2 separate regions of the Zea mays genome follow, and region 1 is linked to region 2. A link is a contact called in public Hi-C data. All regions are on one chromosome and are shown on one strand. The core of a region is the stretch at or near the end of the contact, and the rest is flanking DNA. Distances in the headings are between cores, read along the strand shown. Region 1 has its middle 44 kb from the start of LOC100281866. Region 2 holds the start of LOC103645995 (probable WRKY transcription factor 14).

Region 1 (6,554 bases), core at 1,538-4,037, 71 kb after region 2:
GGGGACGCCTGCGAATATGATCCATTGGCCTTAGTCAAAGCATATGTTATGATTGCAGATTCACGTGGTCTATAATAACTCTCCTCCGATGAACTCGCCCTGCTGGTAATTTGCCTCACGAAGAGGTTCATCTTGATGATGAAGTTCCTAGCAATGCGCGCAATATCATTGTGCTAGGAATACGGAACAATGAATCTTTCGTTTTTGGGAAATGACGAAGATCATTATTAAATGTGGGAGACAAATGTGTCGACATCTATCTTGCCTCTCTAGATTGCAAATGGATCCAAAACAAAGTCCTAGGCACGAGTGCTTGAAGCTCTCTTATCGGGTCACTGATAAATGCAATAGAGGCTGAACCAATAATCGCAAAATGAAAGTCACGAGCTTGAAGTTCGGACATTTATGGGCACTATTGAAATAATGTGTGGTGAATGCGATGGTTCAAGTGGTCTTGTGAGAGACCTATCCCATATATGTGTTGAATAAACACTGTTCCGCTATGTAATATATCTGGCAAATAGCATGAATTAAAATATGCAGTTAATAGGATTCTGAAGATCCGTCATGAGATCCTAGAAGGACTCGTATCTTTGAATTATAAATATGCAACATATAAATCTCTTACCGAATAATACATTCCTGATGAATGAACACTCTCCTATGTAGAGAGAATATCTCCTAGATGAGATTATAGTTCCTTGATGGAACCTTTCCAGAAGAAATAAAGTCTGTGTTAAACACCAAAGTTTGATAATCCCTATAAAGGGATAAAGACCCATATAGACCCGAGAATGAATGAAATGAGGAACCAAAGGACTTGAAGTTTGCTTGATAAGCACATGTGCATGTCACGAGTTTTACCGAGTGTATGTACACTCGTGTATTCCACCATATGTGGAATTACGGTATCCTCTAAAGCCCTGATGGCAGAAACCTATAAGGTTTAGGTGTTACTGGCAAAATATCCCCATTGTGCCAGAATGACAGACTATAACGATGTATCTGATCGATGAAAAATCCCTGATGGATTACGATCTTTAATGGACTTTTGTTACACCATCATAGATGTTGCGATGGATGAATGCCTGGAGCGATGTGTCATATTTAGAATATGTACTATTGCAACTATATTATCCCCTAAGTCCTATTGAAGGACATGTTATTTGCTTTGCACAACTATGTATAAATTGTGGTGTAAGATAGAAAATGATAGCACCCCAACCTCATTCATTCTCGTTATTCCAGATGAACAATGAGACATATATCTTGAAGAATATGCTTGAGTTATGAGGGATAAAGACTTTGACAGATGTCATCGTCAGGGGGAGCGAATACTTATATTGATCACAATCGTGAGACAATAAATGTCATATTCTATGCCCTGAAGGCGTGAGCTTGATGATCAATATGTGAACCTTTATGGAACTTTCTATCAAATATATAGATCTAGTCGATCGAACACCATCAATCAGAGTGGCTTATTTATATTGATACGTGCACTTACCTCGTATATCCTAGAAGTGAGTAGAGGTAAAGTTCCTGAAATAGTCCTTGCAAGGATATGCAATCCGTTTGCTAAATCTTTATGTGCATATACTTCTAGAAGAAGATGTTTTGCCTTATTGATACGGTTTTGCAATGATCAGGGGGAGCACATTTCTAAAAGTTAGCCCTTGTAGAAGATTCGATAGAATCTAGATCTCAGAGGATCGAAATCTGTCCCGATGACAGCTGTTGTACTCTTTTTCTCTTGGTGAGTTTTCTTGATGTTTCTCACATGAGGTTTTTAACGAGGCAACAAAGTGCAAATGCAATTTGTATCACCATGCTCTCTTTCTCCATATTTTTCCCACTGGGTTTTCGGAGTTTTAACGAGGCATGTGTTGGTCGCGGTATTCGCCCAAGGGGGAGTGTTAAGTAACCCTAGTTAGGGTTGTGTGGGCAAATACCTGCTTTGCCCCTGAGGGGTCTCACATCTCTATATAAGGAACTTGTACACCCCTTCATATTACAGAGAAGAGAAAGAGGCCAGAGGCCCAACCCTATATCCAGTGTCTCGTGTGTTTCCTCTGTCGTGCTTATGAGAAGGGAGACGGGTTCTCTACATCTTCTTGCGCCTCTACTGCTGACGGGAGGGAAGGGAGCGGATCTGGTGATCCGTGGTAACGTAGTTCTCAATATAAACAACACTAAACACAAGGGCTCGTGGCTAAGATCTGAGCTCCTGCCCTCTCGAAGAAAGAATAAAAAAAGACAAAACAGATTTAAGGTCTTGTTGCTGAGGCCGAGCGCGTCCGGGATGATAGATGAGCTTTTGGGACTCGTGAGGCGTATGTAGAGCCTGCACATGACTCAAATTAAATGAGACAATGACGGGGTCAGCGAGAGGAAGAAGATAGAGATGAACCTTTGCAGCTTTGCTTCGGTTGAGAGTCACTCGGTTCCAGCATTCCGCTCATGGATCCCCTCCCGGATTTCTGATCCTTGAAGTGAGCTCCTCGATCTGCGTCTGTCACCTCCCAAATCCTGTTTGACTCCGCGCGGACATGACCTATTTTTAAATTCTCTCGCGGGCTTATGTAATGCCCAAGTTGTCAGAGAAGCACCAAACTTAAATGGAGCCGAACGAATACTCTTGTGGGCTCGATCTGATTGGGCCGCTAGGTGGGCATTTTTTTCTTGCAGGTAGACGGGCATGAAAGCGGGCCATGGCCCGTGGTCTCTTGACTCTCTTCCTCGTGGTGGGAGCTGCCACAACGCGTGTTGGTGTTTAGACAGACCGAACCTCACCACCCGCGCCCAGTCGTGTCGCCATCCGCTCCGGAGGTCACGTGAAGAGCAGCTCAGGCGCAAGTGTAGCTCGAGCCGCGAGGCTAAAAAAGGCGGAGAAACTGCTTGGACTGGACGTGACTCTTGTCAAAAACCACCGCACCGTACCCCGCCTAGCCGCGCCGCGCCACGCTACCTCCACTCTTCTCATCTCCCCCGCGGGCGTTGAGGTCAAAGCGAAGGTGAGCTATCACAGTACCTTAGGAGAACGTCAAGGTGGACAGGCCTGTTAAGTAACCCTAGTTAGGGTTATGTGGGCAAATACCTGCTTTGCCCCTGAGGGGTCTCACATCTCTATATAAGGAACCTGTACACCCCTCATAATACAGAGATCAGAAAGAGGCCAGAGGCCCAACCCTATATCCAGTGTCTCGTGTGTTTCCTCTGTCGTGCTTATGGGAAGGGAGACGGGTCTTCTACAACTTCTTGCGCCTCTACTGCTGACGGGAGGGAAGGGAGCGGATCTGGTGATCCGTGGTAACGTAGTTCTCAATACGTTATCAGCACGCTCTACCTCGACGTTGCTGCTGGATCAGATCTGCATCAACTCTCCATTAAGCCGGCAGGTCCTCCGGCCTAGCCGAACTGTCCTACGCGACAGACTTCGATTCTCCCTCTACGTAATTGAGCGGTATGTTTTCGATAGTAGGTTGGATCTACTGTTGGTGGTATTGTTCATCTCGTATTATTCATGTGAAAAAAAACGACACTGCGTGTCGTCGCCCTGCTCGAGATGCGTATCGCCACCGCTGGAGTGTACGCCAGTAGCGTCGTTCCTCAACTGCGCATCAGCACGTATTGATTCGAACATGTGGCACGAAGCCATTTCCCGAGACGAATTGCACCGCCGTGCAACAGGCCCCGCCAGAAGTCGGCGCCCTAGTCCCCCGTTTCTGCCCGGAGCATATGAGCTCGATGTGACCCCGCGTCTCGTGGCCGCATGCAAGTTCTTTGCGACAGTTGAAAAAAATCTCACGCATGCAGCCGGTCCTTGCGCGTGAAGTGGCTCTGGATCCTAATCTGACCGCCATGCAAAGACTAGCCGGTGTAGTGGAGAAAAGAACGGATCTCATACAACTAAGAGAAAATAGTTGAACCATGCAAATTTCTTGCGCCATTAAAGGTCACGGTCAAACCAGTTGCATGCGGCCACTGCATGGCTGCATCTGCATGATCCAAAAATAGCGGCTCAATAGAAAAATGAAAAAGTTGATTAGGTGTATTGTGCGCGCAGAAAAAATTCGTGGAAGCAGAGAAAGAAATAGGATCTTAATGTGCTTTACAATTTTCTCATAAATTACGGTTGAATTTATACATGCTTTAATTTATATACATGTGCCATACTATTTTATTCTATTCTCCTGCTGAACATAACAAATAGAATAAAAACTTGTTTTACATTGCAGTTTCTACCTTAATTAATTATTTTCCGCAGTAAATAATTAGTAGAAAAATGCATGCTTGAATATGAGAAAATGCCTTTCATACACCTGATCTGCTTATGCTTATGCTTATGCATTAATTCTAGTATTATATTTCTGCTTTATTTCTCGTAGTAAATAGTTAGCAGAAAATTCTTAAAATGCATGTGAGAGCTATACTGTGCATACTCAAATCGCTCTAAATATTTGTGTTGCGTTGAGCTTTTATCCTCACGTGAGCGATTAAATGATATCGTGGGTACCCAGACACGTTGATCAGACTACATTATTAATCGGCTGAGCATTGGCTGCGCCCCGGCAACTCGACACATTATTTGTGTCGTACGAACTTGGCTGCGTCATGTGATTGCTATGTCGCACTCTCGTTTAGTCGGACCGCTCCCGTTGAGTTGGACCGTCATCGCCGAGTCGTGTATTTTTCACATGCTCTGCAGGCACTATTTGTCTGCCGTGATCAGCGAGCCACAATTGCGCCTGTTGCGCACGTTACGTGGACTTATCCTGTACCCCGACTACCGAGCCATAATTGTGTCTGTTGCGCTTATTACGAAGGCTTGCTGTGTTGTCGTAGCCCTGATGGCCGTACACGAATTGACACCAGATACGCTGGAGCTTGTACTCGCGTAGAATGTAGTGGGTTTTCTAAGCCCATGAGGTTACATCATAGCGCAAGATTCGGAAACAATTTTATTTGGCTCTATATTTTATTTGATTGTGTTGTGTGGCATCATATATTTATATATATTGCCAAGTGGCCTTAACAACTATATCAAGCTCTATAGTGCTTGGAAATCTGGGAAGTTAAATTGAAACACAACAGAACATGGATAAGTAAATTCTCTCCTCTCTCCTCATGCATAAAGTTTTACCCGAAGTAACCCGAAGATATATAATATAATGCATGAAAGCCTTTTTTGCATATAAGATATCACAAATTGGGATTTTATTAGTAAGCGATAAGACCTTATCAGATGAATAAATGCTAGAATCTCAGTCATACATTGCTCAACCAGATGTTGACACATTGCTATTTGTCGCTGAACGGCATGAAGTGAACTTTGAGATAAATGGCTAGTACCTTAGCAACACGAAGTTGCGAGTACATCGAAAGGTAATTCTGAGAATTTTTTCACAATGTTTGTGTGAAAAACCATTGTGTGTTCCCATCGAACCACTTTACTCGTCCTATCTAGGACCTCTATGCTTGTGTTGCATACATCTCTCAGAATTGTAAATACTTATAGTCGTTGAATTGACTTGGGATAGTCCTTTGACAATTTGGTATACACTGTAAGCTAAATGGTAAAGGTCGGTCCTGAATGGACACATACCTGGGGTTTATGTAGCCGAACTACACTGAATTCCACCCTTTGGCATGCTTACCATTATCTACCTCCGATCTACCAGAAGTGAGAAGAGTAGACAAATAACTATGAAATCCCACATCACCACAGAGCTTGAAGCTAGATTAGACATTAACATGTCATTGGTCCTCGAAGCCAGAAGAGTCATATGTCTTGACCACTAGACTATTAGTGATGATAATTTGTGATAGAAATACGAAGATCTTGTAGAGACCTGTTGTATCCTCTCTACTCCTGATGATTTCTTCGTATGAGAGCAGTACTATCTGTTGTTGAAGATGGATCCTAGGCGGATACCAGTCTTGTTTCGTTCTTGCCAAGCAGTTATCATCATTTGCGTCATCAAAAGCTAGTTATATGGTGATTTTCCTAGATAAAATGAATTATTGGCCTTGTCTGTTCTATTCCAAAGCTTCTCTTTTTGCCGAACAACAAAGAGATCGAAATATTGCTTTATAGAACAAATTGGTATATCATATGAGGAGAAATATTTGCCCTGCTGGCAGCACCACAAATTATTAACTATTGTTATAAATTCTCTCTCAAAATTATAATACCTAAAAATGTTGCATAAATTAATACCCAATTTCATATCGGTATGAGTAATTGGGTAAACTATGGGCAATAATAAAACGAGCTGGACTATACATCTCTGCATATAAAAATCTCTGCTTGGCAGCATCGGCCTGATGCCGTGCACTTTACCACCATTATATACGCACATATTCTCCTATGTGCTTGAAAGCACAATGTAACCAATGAATGTCCTTGTGAGCGCTAGACCCTGATGGTCATTTTACTTGTTGATCTGAAGTCAACTACTAGCTCCAAACGATGAATGGTATGCATGAGCCCCTGAAGGACCCTTTTGGATAACATAGTGTTGTGCATATCAGTCTAAATCTTAATGATTGAC
Region 2 (7,021 bases), core at 211-2,710:
GTAGCAGGTAGCAAACACGCATGCAAGATAAAGACGATGCAACGAAGCTAGCAGATGTGCGTTGGATCCAGGCGGATCTGCCCAACCTGCGCTTGATCCCGCCCGCGGCGCGAGGCGAAGACATCTGCATGTCGACAACGGCGGCGTCGATGGCGCACCCGGCCACCTGCCCGGCCGTGATTCCGAGCTTGACCATGTCTCCGGCTAACGCCGGGTACGGTCGTATCTCCCTCGGCGACAACGGCGACGGCAGCACCACCCTCGGCGTCAGCACTCCTCCAACCGCCGGCATCTGCAACCCCCGCGGCAAGAGAGGCTGCTGCTTCCGGCTCATGTCTATGAGTTGGCCTCCGCCTCCTCCTCTGCAGCCGCTGCCGCTGCCGCTGCCGCCACAGATAGCCGTCGTGTCGAAGCCGACCTTGGCCATCGCGTCCGGCATGGCGTCCAGGAAGTCGGCGCCCGAGGAGTAGTCGGTACTGAACGGGTCCACGAGGCCGGAGAAAGGGTCGGTGCCGAAGACGGCGGCGCAGCCTACTTCCGATGCTGTCGTCGACGAGGGAAGCGGCGGGAAGAGCATCGTCGCGTCCCCCTGGAGCTGCCACTCGTCCGCGGCGGCCGTGGACGGCGTGTCCGCGGCGTTTCCAGGGATGGCTCCGCCGGACCGGACGATGTCCGTGAGGTCTCCGCCGCCGGCCTGGTCGCCCTCCATCCTCGGAAGGAAGTAGTCGCACATGGCTGTAGTATCGTGCGGCAGCTAGTAGTAGCTCCCCTAGGGCGCCCTTTGCCGATCCCTCTCGCTCTCGCTCGCTGCCTCTATAGTGGATGCAAGCGGCTGATGCCAACCGCTCAATAATTCTCTCGCTCCTTTCCAATCAACTGGCACCAAGAAGCTAACGAGGCTAGCTTTCCAAGACCCGTGTGATGCACAGCACAGGAAGCAGCAGCCTGGGTGCATGCATGTGTTGTCACGAAGGAGAAAGAAGGCTGCTAGGGCAGGGACAGCGATCTCTTGAAGTAGTTGCAGGTTGGCCCGATCTGCTTGGGGGTAGCTAATACCAAGCAGGCAAGCGAACCAGCAAGCTTGTTTAGCTTTTGTGGGGGGCAGAAAAGGAGGTAGGGTGGAGGGGAAGCAGGATGTGAGAGATGGGGCTGTGGAAAGTGAGCTATCTTTTCTCCACACCAAGCAAGCAACAGGAGAGAAGAGGGATCGAAAACACAAGAAGAGGAGAGACACACACAGAGAGAGAGAGAGAGAGAGAGAGAGAGAGAGAGAGAGAGAGAGAGAGAGAGAGAGAGAGAGAGAGAGAGAGAGATGGGTAACTTGAGTTGGCTTCCAAGAGAGGACAATAAAGAAGTATGTGAGGGCAGAGAGATGAGAGAGAGAGAGATAGACAGGCATGTCGAGAGAGGGACAGGAGGGCGAGAGTGATGGGTTGTGTGGATTTTGTATTGTTTTCTTCTGGCGATCGATGTGCGTGCATGCATATGCATATGCATAACATATGCTGGCCCTCCGTCCTCCTGCGCCGGTCGATTGACCGACGGACGGACGGATGGAGGCTGACCTTTTCAAGGGCACGGCAGACGGGCGAGGTGCGTGGGGGAGGCCGCGGCCGGTGTGCCACCTCCATACGCAAGGCGGCATGGCCGCGTCGGGCGCCTGTCGCCCTGGCCCTGGCCTGGTAAAAAGAAAAACGGGCCGTGCATATGCCGGCCACCGGGTCCGATCCGCATGCGATGCTACCATGTCCATGCACGGTGAAAAGGCTGGAACCGTCCCCGGCCGGAGCCGGACCTCCCTGAGCTGATCTAGCTCGCTCGCGTCGGACGCCTGTCGTCTCTGTCTCCTCTTCTTTTTAACCCACTGACGGACGGAATGACCGAGTCCGCCGCACACGCAACCTACTTGCACCACTCCGTTACTCAGGCCTTCTTCATGGCATGCGCAGCGCAGGCCGGCCGGGCGACCCGACCGATCTGATCGCCAAGCACGCACGCTCTGGATCGACCTGTGTGCATGCACGCTGCTGCTGCATGCACACACAAGAATTTTGCATCATGTGTTCCGTTCTGTGGATGTACTATATACACCATCAATAGAGCAGTTATCTACTGGCGTTTATTCATGTGCAAATAGTCCACGATTATATGCATGGTTGTGCGTCGTCGTCGTCTATCAGCATCGGCGTCAGGGGGTGAAGGAGAGACGGAATCGCCCACGTACGCATATGCGGCGGCTACAGTGTGGCGCATAGTCGTGCGTACTTTTGGTCGTTTCACCACAGGACATATGCGAGCGCATGCATGTGTGCCGAGTACTGTGATCTGAAATGGCATGGCCTTTTGTCTTCTATGCTATGAGCCGAGGCCTAGCCGATCGAGGCGGCCAGCCGCGCTGCCATGCACACCGAACTGGCTTTGTGCGGTGTGCTACTATATATATATATATATATATATATATATATATATATATATATATATATATATATATATATATATATGCCGAACGGTACTGTGAATGCTTGTGAATAATTGCAGCCAGCGCCCCAGATACCGATCGGCAGCATCAACACATGCCTGGATATATACGCAGCCGTATAGCGTATACTGGGAACACATGGTTTGAGATTAATTCTTGTGTAAGCGTATGATGGTGTGCAGATTAGAGATAGCAATGAGTATCCACAACCCGATACCCGATGGATATTTACTACATTAAGATGTGTATATGTGCTAAATATTTTACTAATGAGTTTTTTTTTGGAAAAAAAACTTTCATCCAATGGATAAACGAATATTATAATGTTCCGCCGTCACTCATACCCGTTAAACCGTGGGTATAAACTACCCGGTATAAACTTGGTCCAAAAACATGAACTTAGGATACAATCATCCATCTTTTGACTATTTCACACCCTTTTGAGCAATAATGTCATGGAAGGCTTAACAACTATTCGACGACGACCATGTAATGGAACATGTATTGTGTTATGTGGTACTATCCTAATGTTGCTACTTTATCCAATTATCTGTGGTGATGTTGTATGTAAGATTGAATAATTGAATAATGCTAGAATTTTTGTGATGGTATTTAGATGGATATATACTTGTACAATATATTATTTTGATATATGTTTAATCTTTGTGGGTACGGATATCCCGATGGGTGACCCATACCCACATAAAGTACGAGTATGGAGGTAAATACATACCCACAAGTAGATATGGGTGACTCAACTGGTTTATTTTTTCTCTTGGGTATGTGCATAGGATAGTAATACCCGATAGACATTTACCTATTGCCGTTTCCAGTGCATATGTTATGCCATATATGTTAGCGTAACATGATCTACCATGCTAGACGATTATTTTCACATAGAAAATTTTGTTATGCCACTCTCGTAGATGTGACAATATTGTTTTTTCCCTAACAGGGAGTGATGTAAAAAAACTCAAACTTTTTTTTAAAAAAAATTATACGACGTCACATAAAGATGAATTGTATGAAATGTAACAATTTATTGTTCAGTTTTTATTTGAGCTATCTAAGAAGCTAATAAAACAATACTATAAAATTTCAGCACGATAATAATGGCGTACAAGCGCTTGTCTTAAAAAAATACTACTATACTTGTATCTGATAAAGATATTTTTTATACGAAAGCTATCACTCTCCATACGATCTATAACTTTATAGTTTTGAGTTTTTACATTTGAGGTAGTTAAGACGACATAAATTAATATAAAGTTTCATCAACATAATAATAGCATACCAAGAATTAAGATGACAACTTTCTTGTATGACATGTTTAATTTTTTAGTTACGAGGTTACTCATTTGAGATATAGTTAAGGCGCTAAAAATAATAAAATTTTAAAAGATGATATTAATCGTGTACCACTATTTTCTATATTTTTAGAAAAAAACATTTCTTTCTTATGTGATGTAGATAAATATACTTTTAAAATGAAAAGTGTATATCTTACGAGAAGTTACACATTTAATATAAAAGTTATATTTATCTAATATTATATTAGAAATACATAACATCGTCATGATTGGTTTGCAGAAAAATAACTATTATTTCGAATTTAAAATATAAGTTATTATAACTTTTCAAAATACAAAACATCTTAAATTTAACTAAAACTAAAAAAACTATAAAAATTATGACATCAAATAATATACTATAAAATATAATAATATCTATTTAAATATCATAAATTTATTATTTATAAATTTAGTCCAGCCGCCCTGCAGGGCACCGGCTGGTAGCTGGCCTACTGCGGGTTCACTACATACACGTTGCGATCTTATGTACTCAACACAACAAAACTGTCTTGATGCTATGATAAATTATAAAATGTTTGGAAGAATATGGATATAATATCTAGTTAAGGCTGTGACTAGTGTATATGACCGTGCAAAACAATATAAATGATATTGTTTACATAGTGAAGTTCAAAATAAGAAACATAGATGAGTAAGTTTTTGTGATAGCCTAATGAGACAAAAAATGGTTGTAATATCTCATCAGAGAGACTACTTAAACATAGGTGTATGCACCATGGTACTTGGACTTATATAGTAACAAATAATACCTTAGTTGTCGAATATTGTCGCTCACTAGTTTGTTTTTAACTAAAACGCGATAAATAAAAAAGAAGAGAGAGTATCTTTTATGCATTCGGTGGCTCACTTAAGTATAATGACACAAACGGCGGCAACGATAATAATAATGCAAACAGTGAGTCGTATACAAATTCCTTTGGTTTAGCAACTCGAGAGTCGAGACACATATCTCACTATGATCACGCGCATAGACTTCGTGTCATAAAATGGTCATTTGGAGTTGACCAATTCAGATTTTCAGAGATAGCGCTTGCTGTATACAACTATTTTTGCATCAAGGGGATGGTGGTTCTTGAAGGTGACGCTGCAATGGGGATTAAACAAAGGCGAGTTGCTTTCTGCTGGAAGTTTCTTTGAATCCAATATGGACATCCATGAGCGAGGATCTCATGTGACGAGAATCGTGTAGCCTTATGCTGCGAAGTTGGGTTCATCGCGCAGAAGATCCTGGCCCCGCGTTTGAAGGCGTTTTCGGCGCACAGGACATGCTTCGGGTGATAGGGTTCTCGGTATTATCTCTTCCTGCAACTAACAGTACAATATAAACTCAGCAGCCACTGATGCCGATTCATCAGCTTAAAAAAATCAGCATGTAATCGTTCGTCATCGCAGTCGTGTACGTTTGAATAATGAGCACCCACTTAATTAAATAAAATGCGCTATACTCCGGCCTTGTGATTCCGTATATATATATATTGCTGTACAGGAGTTTGTTCAAAATGTAGTCCCAGCTATATAGCTAGCTGAAACAGCAGTTTAATTTGTTCAGTTCGTCTAATAGTTTTAATCAAACCTGCATATAACATGGTCCAGATTTAGAGATATGAGAGAACAGTGTAGATATAATCGTGTAACTAGGAGTGCTACAGTTATTCGTCATTTTTTTTTTCAAATTTGTCTTATGCGTCCACTTTTAGATAGTTCTGTGGGAACATAACATGTGTACCATTAGGGCTAGTTTGACAGTCCTATTTTTTTTCAAAAGATTTCAGTTTTCCGAAGAAAAATTAGTTTATTTTTCCTTGAGAAAATATATGAAAATCCCTTAAAAATGGAGTTGTCAAACTAAACTTTAAGATACATATTTGTATGTGCCTTTTATTCACACTGTTCTATTATATACCGTATTCTGCCATTCATAATTTATCCAAAAATATAAAATATTTGGAAAACATAAGGATGTTTTAACTAAATAAAATACTCGTTCAAAAATTGCCATTTTTGGTATAAGACTATCTCCAGTAAATAAGGTAAAATAGGGGGGACGCGGAACTATAGATGACACACTGTTTGTATAGTGTAGGTTAAAATAGTTGATGAGATAGAAGATGTGATAGATGATCTGCTGAAGATAGTTTAAGAGAGCTTAGACTCCACCTTTAATAATCAATAGAATCGGATTTCAGTAGATTTTAGAAAGTTAAGTGATGGGTACATGCGTCCGCGTTCCTATTATCTAAAATAGCTAAAATATGCTATATATATTTTAGGACAAATAGAGTATTAACTTGTCGTTTTGGTGACTATCGGTGTCTGTTACCTGATGGCAAATGCCTTCCTTTTTGCGAGAATGGTAAACGGTTAACAGGCTTATGTTCTCCCCAGAAAGTACGATGACTACTGAGCATCTTGGAACATAGTGCAGCTCATCTACATTCTTATTATGACATCAATAAATTAAATAAACGTGTGAGATGTTCGAGAGTTACAGAAAGTTGCTTAAAAATAACAGTGGTTATCTTTTTTAAAATAATATATGTGTGTGCATGTGTGGATTTTACTAGCTAGCTGTCTAGCTTCTCGTAGCTTACGTACTGGTCAAACCATATTCAACACCTGCGCCTTCTAATCTTTTACCTCAGCCGGAATCTATTTCATGCGTAGGCATCAGATGCGTTGTTTCGTAGACTAATTAAGAAACTGTAAGAACTTATTGTCTGATCAGTTTGACTTAGCACCATGGAGTTGAGTCAAGACAAAGAGTCTTGTCATCACTTAACCACACTCCAAGTATGGAGTATTTTTTGATGTGTGTGCACCCCTGTTTCTTTTCTACTGACAACTGCACATTGTGCCAGTTAGCTAGGGTTCAATTCTTTAATACCTTTTTTTCCTCCCCGGTGGTCCTCTTGGATTCGAAACTGCAGTCCCCACTGGTCTCTCCCTTTACCACGCTATGGAACTGGATTGACTTCTTGACTCGCAATACTGTCCAAAAGGCGATCAATGCCTGATCTCTACTCCACAGAGCTCTAAGAGAGGAATTGTTTGCAGTTAGTGACGGAGAACTGCAGTATCTGAATTGGAATTTGAGTTCAGCCTGTCATGACATTATAAAATACTGACCCGTTCACAACTGTTTAGAGGTACGGCCGGCTAGCTATTATTG

The links. Hi-C and Micro-C count contacts between places; a contact is called where the count stands out from the background.
Region 1: a contact with region 2 is called in a Hi-C map of ear, with 4 times the contacts expected there. The contact joins the enhancer-like site here to the promoter of LOC103645995 in region 2. A contact is called at or near these places in 6 of 25 Hi-C or Micro-C datasets (ear, leaf, tassel and 1 more).

The regions. Positions count from the first base shown.
Region 1 is chr2:13,387,749-13,394,302 of Zm-B73-REFERENCE-NAM-5.0, forward strand. No RefSeq gene overlaps it. Among protein-coding and RNA genes, the nearest start is that of LOC100281866, 44 kb to the right of the region's middle. Within about 2 kb of position 2,788, at least 18 of the 20 cell types and tissues checked have an H3K27ac peak or open chromatin away from gene starts, as enhancers often do. A contact at or near this core is called in ear, leaf and tassel, where this site is marked.
Region 2 is chr2:13,318,500-13,325,520 of Zm-B73-REFERENCE-NAM-5.0, forward strand. It overlaps LOC103645995 (probable WRKY transcription factor 14), which reads right to left and starts at 1,461. Exons shown (of 3, transcript XM_008670735.4): 1 at 87-1,461. The coding sequence starts at 733.